Regions from separate parts of the Canis lupus genome. Here region 1 is linked to region 2. The links are chromatin contacts, called in public Hi-C maps. All regions are on one chromosome and are shown on one strand. Each heading gives the region's core, a stretch centred on a gene start, on an enhancer-like site or on the middle of the called end of the contact. The rest is flanking DNA. Distances are from core to core; before and after follow the strand shown. Region 1 has its middle 120 kb from the start of ZFAND5. Region 2 has its middle 96 kb from the start of TMC1.

Region 1 (6,194 bases), core at 2,128-4,627, 61 kb after region 2:
AGAAAAAAATAATAAGCTTTTCTCTCAGAAGAGAAGTCTCTGGACTTACACATTAAGCAACTAAAACCTATACAGTCAGAATAATAAAACCAGGGCTGACAAGCATACTCTTTACATATGCCTCGGTGCCTTGCACAGGGTAGGTGCAGAATGAATGTTTGTTGAATTAAATGTGGAACCAAACGAGTTCTAAAGGCCCCAAGGGGATCTGATTAAGGGTATGAGCATCATTAGATGTGAGGAGTGTTCAGAAAATATGGATATATTATTTACAATAGTGAATACAAACTGCCCACGACAGGTATTTTGAAGTCTTGAGTTGTTCACAATGCTAGCAAAAATTCCTACATAACTATTCAAACTGTGGTCAGGATAAAAAAATGTTAGTGAATGTAACATGCTTTATAAGCTTACTTTTCTCTAAATCAGAAACATTCTAAATTAGCTTAGGAATTTGTGATTCTAGGCTAATTTACAACAAGTACCCACTTATTTCTGCTATTCAGTGTCTTAAATATAAAGCAAGCTATGTCTTCTTCAAAAACATAGTCTTTAACATTGTTTCCTGAATTTAGAATGTTTAAAAATATACTAAAACCAAAATGGGCTATGGATTCCCACATGTCACAGTAAACTCACTCAGATCTAGAATCTTCCTCCTATAATGGAAAGCTCTAAAACTCTCCCCCATTCAAGTAGTCCTCATCGTATATGACAAAACAGGAGATCACATTTACCAACACAAATAATGAACCACTTAATTTTCCTGGCAAGACACATTCCCACTGTCACACACACACACACACACACACACACAAATGGTCTTAGAAATGAGAATCTACGCATAAGTTCTCAACTTCAAAACATTTTTATCTTGGCACAAATCATTATAGCAATATGATAAAAGAATAGACTCGTGAAATGAAATCTATTTTTCAGCAATCAACACCTATGATGGCAAAGGGCTAAGATGATGACAAATCTTAGAACAGATGGTCATGTACCATCCAAATGAGCATATGAGAAAGGGCTCCTCAAGGAAGTGGGGCTGACATGGGAAAGAGGAGTCACTTATAAGGGTGCCTAGTAGCTCTATTTTTAATTTTTAATTCATGAATCTGAATGTTTAACAGATTCTTTACTTCTTTGCTTAAACACCCAACAGTCCCCATCATCCACAATATAAAATTTAGCTGCCTTACCATAGCTCTCTGTGATGTGACTGAAGTTCATGTCTCTAAGCTTAACCCTTAGCATTCCCCAAAATTCTTGTCGTACTAGCTTCAGGGCTTTCTGAATAGCCCATGGGAAAACTGCAAGATTTCCATTTGGGGACTAAAGAAATCTGTCTATGCATCTTTGCTTTTATACGCAGTTTCCCCTAACTGAAATATTCCTTCCTTACCCGACTCACCTTCCAAATCCAGACCAAGAGAGTCCTTCTTTGAGAAGCTGTCTCAAACCACTTTACTAAATGCAATCACTCCCTCTTTCCTCAGTATCACACAGTATTGCCATCACATTATTATTTTAGATTTTATTATTTTTCATCTCTCTTTCCTCAATGTGGAGCTCAAACTCACGACCCCAAGATTAAGAGTCACACGCTCTACCACTGAGTCAGCCAGGTGCCCACTATTATGTTATTTACTGTAGCTATTTGTTCCCTTTTAAGTTGGGGAATCCTTTATGGCAGAGTCTATGTCTTAATTATCTTAGTATCTTAGGCCCTAGCACAGTTTCAGGCATGTGGTAGATGTCTGATCAATGTTAACTGTTGCATTGCTATGGAATACTAAGTAGACATATGCTATATAGCTAAGTAGACAATAGCTATAATTTTTATTTAAAATTATCTTCTTACAATGCCTATGTATAATTTCCTTGCACTGTATTTTTGCCTCACATCAAATGTCCTAGCTTTTTCTACTGGGTATAGTCTCTCTTATAAGTATTCACCTGGCTTTATTGTACACTGCCATGATGGCTAGCAAAAGAACACAATCCATGGAAAAATCTTATTTCACTAAAGAAGAGAGCTGTCCAAAAGTTATAGAATCAGTGTGTTGCGTGTGTTACACTCATGCTACTGCATAATTTGGAATGGAGGCATGAGCTAAAATTAAATTTGAGTCAGATCTTGGTTATCCAGACCTGTCCTTCCAAGATTTTATAAAACTACTGATAAAATGATCATGAATAGCATTCATCCAAATGTCTCATGGCTTTTTTAGCTTATAGATACAAAGAATTTCACATGGTCAGTTACACTTGGACATGCTGGGGAAGGAATTTCAGACCCGTTCAGAGTATTCCTTTCTCCCCACATTGTCTGGTGGGCCAGAATCTCTCAGGAGGGTCTTAGAAGTCACTCCTGGTCATTGCACAGTGATCCCCCACGTTGGCCACACTGTTGGCCACTCACCTGGAATTCTGCAGACTGTGCTCATCTCATGTTTTTTTGTCACCTTGAGATTGTCCACAGCCAGTAAGAGAGTGGCAGGTGAAATAATATGTCCTGTTTGTTATGCCCTTGTTGGGGACTCAGAAATACTGGGTGGTAATGGGCAGAAGTGAAGAACAGCAGGGACCTCAGGCTTAGGGTCACAAGGATGGTAGGGCAGGTGTTTTTTTCTTTTCTTTCTCCTTCAACTGACGCACAGGGTGGTTTTCTCTAGAACTGATTTATAGTATCAGCTGCTACACTTTAACACCTCTTTCACTCCCGTGGACCTTCCAACCTTTGGCCTGCGCCTGAGTTTGACTTGTTCAGCAGAACATTTTCCTTATAGTGAATTCCTTATCAGGGACTCCGCCTGCTTTCATAAAACTTGCCACCTTGTGGTCGCATCTCCAACACAGGCACACTCCAAACTCTGACCTCAAATCCACCAGACCCATGAAATCTGACCAGCAATTGAGAACTACACTTACGTTGTTTATTTTTTTCTTTCAGGAAGTTTCTCAATACCCTTTTGGGATCTGTAATTACAAAGATATACTACTAGGGAAGAGGAAGAAGAGTGTCATCTAAGTTCATGGCACCAAAGAACCCAAAACTCAGACTTGAATCAGAGATGACTCCCTCATGACAGCAACTATCATTATAAGAAATACTTTAGTTATTGGCATTTGAAGCTTTGGGGAAATCCAAGATCACTCAATTCAAACTGATAGAGTGAGTATTGATAAAAATGCTGCCCATAAAACATGGCTGGAATTTGAACTAGATAGTCATTGAAAAATTAAATGGTAGGAAACACATTTGTTTTTCTTTATGTAGTGAAACCCAATTCTCTTTTACTTGGCACATCTGATTGACATAATATAGTTATTACAGGAACCTCCCTTTTTCTGATGGTCGGCTTTGGTTGAGCAATTTCCTTCTGCAGCTGTGCTACAAGTCAGGTTTGACAATGATGCAACATACTGCCTACACCAAGGTTTTAAATTCAAGCACTCATTTTAATGCCGGTTACACCAATAAGATTTCATTGAAGATAAAAATAGTTTGCGGAATTTTTATAACTCCATAGGTCAGAAAGAGTAGAGTGTGTACAGTTTCCAAATTAGGGAGAGGCTATTGACCGCTCTGCTTTGAATTCTCTGGTCTCCCAATGTCACGGTGGCTCGGCTTGGCTCTGAACAAAGCATTGGACAAAGGTCAGATATTTCAGATGACTGAATGTGGAAAAAGTAGTAAGGTAATTTCCTAGAAAATGTATCTAAAATATTATTCATTATACAGTTTGTGAATCTCCAGTGATTGAATTATTTATTTTGTATGGTTACACTTTGATATTACAGGTCAGATCAAAATGGCATTTGAGAACTATAGAAGGCCAGTTGCCCTAAATGTATATGTATTATCTTCTACTCTAAATGCTTCCAGATATTGCATCGCAGTTATGTGAGGTAAAGCTGGTTGCAGTTTTTTATTTGTTTGATCCTCTTTGACCTTCAAGGTCACACCCTTTTACCCTGACGTTAACTACCCTCCCAGATCAAAAACCCTGCAAAGCACATACCAACTTTTGTCTTAGGGGAAGAGTATATGGCATTTGATTTTGTCCTAGTAGCTGAGTAAATCTACCCAAATCCTGGCAAACAGAAGTTTTCCTTGGGATGGAGGTGGCCTTATCCCCGCAAGGATTCCAGCCCAACCTAGGCTCCTGAATACGGCAGTTATACTTTGGAGAACAGTCACTGAGCATGAAATTGTGAACTAAAATGTGCCATTCCTCTATATGATATTGTGATTTAGAATGGAATATATATATTTTTAATAATAAATTTATTTTTTATTGGTGTTCAATTTGCCAACATACAGAATAACACCCAATGCTCATCCTGTCAAGTGCCCACCTCAGTGCCCATCACCCATTCACCCCCACACCCCCGCCCTCCTCCCCTTCCACCACCCCTAGTTCGTTTCCCAGAGTTAGGAGTCTTCATGTTCCGTCTCCCTTTCTGATATTTCCTACCCATTTCTTCTCCCTTCCCTTCTATTCTCTTTCACTATTATTTATATTCCCCAAATGAATGAGACCATATAATGTTTTGATATTTCCCATTTCTAGTACAGAAATTCTAAAGCCCTTGGAATTTCCTAAATGGTGAGGGACACCAGGTATCTTTTGTTATGTTAATGAGGCAACTCTGAGAATGCCCCAAGGTCGCCAAAAAATGAAGTTTGGTCCCCAGGGCAACAAACCCCATAATTGGAGGGTGGGATATTTCAGGCCCACCTCACTGACCTCCAAGGGCTTGAAGGAATTAGAAACTGAATCAGTCGCTGAAGGCCAATGATTTAACCTAGCAATTCTATGGAATGAAGCCTCCATTAAAACCCAAAGGGCTACCTGGGAGATCTATCTGGGTGGTGAACATTTGGATTTTTGAGGAGAGTGGTGCCTTCAGAGAGAACATGGAAGATTTGCACCCTTTCCCCATACCTTGCCCTATGCATTTCTTCCAGCTGGATGTTCCTGAGTTATAACCTTTTACAATAAACCAATAATCTAGTAAGTAAAATGTTTCTCTGAGTTCTGTGAGCTGCTCAAGCAAATCACTGGAACCCAAGGAGGGGGATGTGGATACATCCAATCTATAGCCAGTCAGAAGTACAAGTGACAACCTGGACTTGCATCTGGTGTCTGCAGTGGAGGAGGAGTGCGGTGGAGGAGGAGCAGTCTTGTGGGGCTGAGCTTTTCCCACAAGTAATCTGATGTATTATCTGGGTAGATAGTGTTAAAATTGAGTTAAACTGTAAAACACCCAGCTGACTTCAGAGAATTATTTAGTAGCGTGGGGAAACCCCTCACACACATATTGGAATTAGGAATAGAACCCTTTTATCCAACTCCCCAGAATGAGGCCAAAGTTATAGAGAATCCAGACCATCCCAGCAGCGATGTAGCATTTATAAACTGTACAGGATCAATTTTCATCCCTGATGTTAAATAGCAAGAGGCAATAGCAGTCAGATCTCACATCATGATGGTCACCACCATCACCATCTTTAAGTGAGATTCTTAGACTATTGAGGGGAAGAAGAGTCCCAAGAAGAAATAAGATTCTTAGAGGGGGTCAGAATAGGAAAGCTTAAGAGTCTCACACATAAAATCAAGTACATCAGAGGACCATGGTTAGCCAAAGAGCTAAGAGAGCTGCATTTACATTACAATTCAGAATATAAATATCTTCTCCGATAACTTTTAATTAAACTTTTGTAATGCTTGACTTTTTTTGCCATGTAAATAAAATCCAGCCACTAACCAACAAAGTAGAAGACTGGGGGTAGGACAGGACACAGAAACAAAAATAACTTGTTTTTCGAGCTTTACCTCTCTTAACAAGACCAGAAAATAGTAGAGTGGTGACCTTGGTTAAGACTGAAATGTTTTAAAAGTGAAAATCACCAAAAACACAGCCACAGCCCATGTAAGAATACAGACACACACACACACACACACACACACACACACACAAATATAAATCCTCTCTCTCTTCAAAAACATCAGGCATTAAATGTCTGGAGGGTTTTGCTGTTGTTGTTCTTTCATTTTTTTTAATACACTGTGTTTAAGAATTGCCTCCACAGAAATGCCAAGTCTTAAATTCTAACTAGTGGCTAAGGCCTCTATTTTATGACTCAGACTTTCAGTTCTTGTTAGGAGAGAGGAAGGAGCACA
Region 2 (6,768 bases), core at 2,064-4,563:
ATTTCTTATTAGGGCCAGTCCCTGTGTGAACTTGGATGAGTTACACGGTTTTTGTCACTCCGTTTTCTCTTTCACAAAATTAGTTGTACGATCTGCTCTGGAGCCAGCTCCACCATGAATCACCATGGTATACAAACAAGGATAATTGAGTGCCACACCTCCAACACTGGTCCTCAGTATATTGGCACATTATGAGGGCAAAGTCATCAGAAAATGAAGGAAAAGGAATGGAATGAGACATAGGGGCCAAAGGAAAGGTAATAGGATTAATTAGACATGAGGGAAGCACTGGGCTCTCATTGCATTTGTCATTCCCATTTTCCCCTGGTGAGGCAATCTGCTCCAAAAATAGGAACCCTCAATTTTGGGGGGTACACTGATAGGCTGAGGATACATGAACAGCTTTACACTTGTCAACAACAGGTTTCCTCTGCCTACCTTTTTAACCCCAATATCTCATACATAAAAGGTACTCAGTAGAGGCCCTGATAAATACTTGTAGAGCTAATCATTAGATGAAACGCTGATAAAGAAATGAAGATCAGGTGATAAATACTTGCATTCAACAATCAGTATCGTTAAAGTGGAACAGCCAGATATGATGTCCCTCCTAGAGTGATGCAATGTGACATACAGGACATCATGTTCTTTTTTTTTTTTTTTAAGATTTTATTTATTTATTCATGAGAGACACACAGAGAGAGAGAGAGAGAGAGGCAGAGACATAGGCAGAGGGAGAAGCAGGCTCCCTGCAGGGAGCCCGACGCAGAACTCAATCCCAGGACTCCAGGATCATGTTTTGGGCCGAAGGCAGGACCAAACTGCTGAGCCACCCAGGGATCCCCACAACATCATATTCTTGCAAAAATCTAGACCTGGGGATCCCTGGGTGGCGCAGCGGTTTAGCGCCTGCCTTTGGCCCAGGGCGTGATCCTGGAGACCCAGGATCGAATCCCACGTCGGGCTCCTGGTGAATGGAGCCTGCTTCTCCCTCTGCCTATGTCTCTGCCTCTCTCTCTGTGTGACTATCATAAATAAATAAAAATTAAAAAAAAAAATCTAGACCTGGACTGGATTAAGCCTGTAGAGTTTACTTTTACAGGCTTAATCTATTTTTTTTTTTTTTTTTTTTGCGAGCGTAAAAATACTTTATTTACCAATTTGCAGTGTAACAATTTGCACTTAGGAAAATAACAGCTCCCGCTGGGCCCGGAAGGGAGCTTCTTGAATCAAAAGTCGGTGGAAGTCGGCGGAAGTCAGCACAGACTTCCTTCTGGTTGGGAAAGCAAATAGTAGCTAGAGGAACATGCTAAACATCTGCTCCAGGGAACAGACAAATTCAGAACATAGGACATTCTACAGGTCAACTCACTAGTATCTTCACCAAGTCAGTGACAGGGAGAAAAGGAGAGAGATAGAGGAAGATAGAGATTGAGACTACTACTTTAGATCTTGATTAAATCTCAATTCGAACCAATAAATTATACAAAGACAATTAGACAGATGGGCGTGTGTACTGTGTGTTAAATGACTCCAAATACTTAACGTTTAGTCACCGATAATAGTAGTGCTATGGTTATGTAAGAAAATCTTCATGCTTTTAGAGATGCATATCAAAATAGAATGATGTGATATTTGGGATTTGCTTAAAATATATAACCACACAAAAAGGTTCAATGAATATTGTGTGGCAAAATCCTTATAATCACAGGGTCTTGGTGATAAATATAAAGGAGATATATACATTGAGGTACACTTTGTTGTTCTCTGTGCTTTAGGTTTGAACCAGTTATAATATTCTTCAAAAGTAAATACCTTAAGAGATGTTCCTAACCAGGAAGGGGCATAGGGAGCTTTTTGAAGGGCTAGAAATGCTCTCTCTCTGATGTGGGTGGTAGTTACATTGAGGTACGCATTGGCAAAACTCATCAAACTATACACTTAAGATGTGTGCTTTGTGTTGCCTTTGTTATATTGCATTAAAATAAACTAGCTTCCATCTTTAGCAGGCAAAATTAAATTAAAAAACACTTGCATGAGTAATTACATGCAACACACATTCTGCTCCCCTGGCCTTAAAAATGCCTCCACTTCAGAGCTTCCTGAGAATTCTAGCATCTACTCTAGCTGGTCTTCTATGTGCAAAAAAAGCAATGACAATCACCAGGAAAATGATCTCCATGCTTTAGAGACTAGAAGCACTATTAATCAGTTTCTGGGGTGATGGGACTTAAAAACCAGGCAATTACAAGCATTCGCCTTGAGTCATCAGCATCTCGACACCCTTGAAAGAAGAAATGGGGGAAAAACTGATGTGTTTTTAGGCAAAGGGATAGAAGGAGGTCTGAAGGAGGGCCTAAAGGGAGAGCAACCTTAAGAGAAAGCCCACACAGCATGGGTGGCACAGTTGGTTGAACATCCAACTCTTGCCTTGGGCTCAGATCACTATCTCAGGGTCCTGGGATCCAGCCCTGCATCAGGCTCTGTGCTCAGTGGGGAGTCTGCTTCTCCTCCCTCCTGCTGGTGGTCTCTCTCTCTCTTTCAAATAAATAAATACATCTTTAAAAAAGAAGATGACACTGGTACTGTAGATACTGAAGTAGGAAAAAAATAAACAGGGTTTTTGACAGCATTGAACCACTGGATCAACCCTTACCTGAAGGCCATTCTAATGCTGGACTTTTCCATTTATAAGAAATAAATTCCCTTATGATTCAAGCCAATTTAAATTAAAGCCACTTTAACTGATTCAGTAATTATGTTCTGTACTATGTGACCCCCAACAATGGCCGAATATGAGTGGAAGAGAGAGAGCACCAGACTCTTGAGCAAACAATATGCGGTCTGGGCAGGAGTCTATGAGGCAGCCAGATACAAAGGCTCTAATAGGGACATCATATCTAGGGAAGTGACTGACCAGAATCAATCCATTTGGTTTCATGTCCTTCGGTAAGTCTACTAGTAGCCCCAAGAATATTTGAATTTGGGGAGCCCGGGTGGCTCAGTCGGTTAGGAACCCGGCTCTCAATCTCAATTCAGGTCTTGATCTACAGGGTCATGGGATCAAGCCAGGAATCAAGCCTGGAGTCAAGCTTGGCACTCAGCAGGGAGTCTGCTTGAGGTTCTCTCTCTCCCTCTCCCTCTGCCCCTCCTCCCTCCTCTTCCTCATTATAAGAGAACTTAGAAGCAAAGAAAAATAATGATTACACTCTCAGACCCCCACACATCACATTGCACAGCCCTAGTCATTCCCATAACCAGTCAGCGACACCTTGCCCCTTGCAGGAGGGAGAGAAAATAACCGGTACTCCCACCGGACACGGCAAGGGCTTATGAGACACATGGCTAGAGACGAGCAACATCCCCACTGACTGGCCAGTTCCAAAATGCAAATCAGCCTGAGAAGCTCAGCTATATGCCTGTTCCTGTTTTTCTGATTCTGGCTTTGGGTGGAGATCTCTAACTTCCTTATTTCCCCCTGAGTCCTTTTAAGAAGCCCTTCTCAATTGCCACGCTTCTCTGCTTTGAAAACTCAACACTATTTTCAATACATATCCAATTTTCTCCAACGAGGTCTCTCAAAGAGAGTCTATGTTCCCTCTAATAAAATGTACTCTTATTTTTTTTATGTGTAAGAAAAGAGTCTTTTCTGAACCCAGGGCAACATTGTTTCAGCAACCTTGACAAGCCCAGGCTGAGACCACAGGTTTTGCGGCCCTGGCTTCCACCAGATGGCGCAGTCGCTGGTTCGCACACCCAGAGGCCTGCAAAACTTTGCCTCAGCACTGAGTAAACACCAACAACAGCTTCACAAAACTCACCACTTCCCCCCCTTCCCGAGAGAGAAATCGTCACTGTGACTGGCATGCTGGACACTTACCAAGTGTTTCAGAGGGTTTTCCTTAGAGGTAAGATATTGAGCCAAGCCCCCAGGTAGCAATGGTGACCTCTGAGAGCGTAGTGGGAGAGATGACACTTCAGCAAATATCACACACCTAAACACACGGCCACAAACTCTGATTTGTGCTACAGAAAGAAGCAAAGGTACCTGGTTGTTAATGCCACACAGGACCCACCAGGGGACGAGGCAGGGGTGGAATCCAAAGAGGAAAAGGAGCTAAATTATGGAAGAGGGAACAGGAAGCATTTCCCCAAACAGAAGGAACAGCAGATAAGAAGACACGGAGGCTGAAAGGATTGTGGCACGTTGGAAAGGCCAAGAAAAAGAGAAGCCAGAGCTTTCAAACTGAGGATAAATGCAAAAGAAAGGAAGAGAACTGAATTGATCTCATTGGAAGTCCTCAGTTTCATTAAGCATTTATAGAGTGACCCCTAAGTTTATATCTCTGATCACCTCCCTTGGAGTTCCATATATGTATGTCCCTGCTTGCTATATGCACTGAGTTGGGTTTTTTCTTTTTTCAAGATTTTATTTATTTATTCATGAGAGACACAGAGAGGCAGAGACACAGGCAGAGGGAGAAGCAGGCGCTCTGCAGGGACCCCGATGTGGGACTCTATCCCAGGACCCCAGGATCATGACCTGAGCCGAAGGCAGATGCTTAAGCACTGAACCACCCCGGTGCCTCCACTGAGTTGTTTCAAAGGCACACTCAAACACACGTGCATCACCAAATCCCTTGATCTTCCTTGGTCTGATCCCCTGTTCTCTGAATACCAGTGAATAGGACTTACCCATTCATTCCATTGCAAGATTCAGAAAACAGAGAAGAGTTCCTGAATCTTCCTTTTACATGGTGCTGCATAAACCATCTACCACCAAGTCCTATTCATTTTATCTGCCACATCTGGCAGTTTTTCTCCAGACCAGTGATTCTCCAAGTGTGGTCTCCAAAGTAGCAATATTAGCATATCCGAGGGACTTGTTGGAGAGAGATAAATGCAAATGCTCAGACCCCACCCCAGACTTTCTGCATCAAAGGGCCCAGAAATCTGCATTTTAACAAGCCCTTTGGGGGTGATTGGAAGTCCAGGATGCTTTCACAGCCTGTGCCCTAGGCCGGGAGACCCCTGCCTCTGCCGAGAACCCGTTCCATCATTTCCACTCTGGGCTGCTGTCGCAGTTCTGCAATTTTTCTTCCCCATGTAGACAAAAGACTCCTTTCAGGGTAAATCGCAACCCTGGCATCTACTGTGATCTACTAGGATCCACTAGAAACTGACTACAGCAGAATCTCTAGGGGTGAGGCCAGGTATTGTCTGAAAGTTTCCTGTAAAGGCCAGGACTAAGAACCACCACTCCACTCCATTTCACTCTACCCTGCATCCTGACTCATCTTATAAAATGCAAATCTGGGTGGCTCAGTGGTTGAGGGTCTGCCTTTGGCTCAGGGTGGGATCCCAGAGTCCCGGGATCAAGTCCCACATCCAGTTTCCTTCAGGGAGCCTGCTTCTCCCTCTGCCTGTGTCTCTGCCTCTCTCTGTGTGTGTCTCTCATGAATAAATAAATATAATCTTTAAAAAAATACAATAAAATAAAATGCAAATCTGGTCTTGCAATTACCTAAAATGGGCCAGGGTCAAGCCCACATTCCTACCACCATGGAGGCAGGCAGGCAAGTGATCTGGCCCCAGCACTTAAAGCCCCTCTGCGCTGGCCCGCTGGGCTTCTACCACACTGGCCGTTGTCTCCAGCCCCCCGCAGGCCCCATGCTTTTTCTTGCTTTTCTTTGGTAAGTACGGCTTGCTCTCCTGCTTTAAATTGCTCTGTGTTACCCCTGTGCCCGATAACCTTCCTAGTAATCATTCTGTAATCTGAGCTTCATCTTCTTTTCCCCAGGGAAGCCTTTCCCAAGCTTCTTTGTGGTGGAAAGAGTGAGGTGGACAGGATACAGATGCCTCTTTGTCCAGAAAGTTCCTGATCTATGAGCTTACAGATTATGGATGTATTTATTTTTCATTTTATGTTTATTGGTGATTATGTGATTCATGTTTCTCCTACTCACTAGGTTGTAAACTGCAGATGTAGGGCACACAGGATACACAAACAAATATTTACTGAATGATGCAACAACTTTTTGAGGTGGGCATGATGAGTATTCTCGTTAATACAAGGGGAAATTGAGTCTACCCAGTTTAAGCATCTTGCTCGGATCACACAGCTAGTAAAAGATGGGGCTGGGTCTTGAACCCAGGTCAGGGGTTTTCCAACATCATGAGCTCTGGAGCTGTGCAGGAGGAGAGATTTCCAGAGCCTGATCCGGTGCCTGAGTTTTCTCAATCAGGATTAAGCTTTGTTTGGTCCCTGTTCTGAACTGGGCTCAGCTTGAAGGCCACACAGTTATTTCCTTTCCATTGAAATTGCAATCTGCTCCAAGGAAATGAAGCTTATGACTCTCAGGGTATAAAGGGCAAATGTGTGGGAGAAGCCAGAGATCAAACTGTCAAGTACACTTGTAACAGAATTTTTCATGAGCTGAATTCAAATGCTATCCATGGAGCAACCTCCCCCTTGGATTCAAAGAGTGAGAACAAAGGATGACGAGAAAGGCAGCTGTCAGTGCAGAATCAGAGGCCAGATGGAATGGTCCAGGCCTGGGGACAGGGAAGAGATGCAGCCAAGGGCCAGGACAGAGGTCACAAGAGAAGGCAGTGCAGCAGAAGCTAAGAAGCTGTTTCCCCTCAGCACTAACCCGGGTGGGGGTGGGGGGGTAGGGAATCATCTGATTCCCAGTAGCTGATTGGTGGGTCTCTTCCAGTTGTACCAGCTGCTGCCCTTCCTCTGACTGTGCCAGAGTGAGTCAAAAC

The links. A called contact is a pair of places that touch in the nucleus more often than the background predicts.
Region 1: a contact with region 2 is called in a Hi-C map of blood, with 3 times the contacts expected there. The contact joins two enhancer-like sites. A contact is called at or near these places in 3 of 9 Hi-C or Micro-C datasets (blood and liver).

What each region holds. Positions count from the first base shown.
Region 1 is chr1:85,971,529-85,977,722 of UU_Cfam_GSD_1.0, forward strand. No RefSeq gene overlaps it. Among named protein-coding and RNA genes, the nearest start is that of ZFAND5, 120 kb to the right of the region's middle. Within about 2 kb of position 3,378, at least 4 of the 20 cell types and tissues checked have an H3K27ac peak or open chromatin away from gene starts, as enhancers often do. A contact at or near this core is called in blood, where this site is marked.
Region 2 is chr1:85,910,333-85,917,100 of UU_Cfam_GSD_1.0, forward strand. No RefSeq gene overlaps it. Among named protein-coding and RNA genes, the nearest start is that of TMC1, 96 kb to the left of the region's middle. Within about 2 kb of position 3,314, at least 10 of the 20 cell types and tissues checked have an H3K27ac peak or open chromatin away from gene starts, as enhancers often do. A contact at or near this core is called in blood, where this site is marked.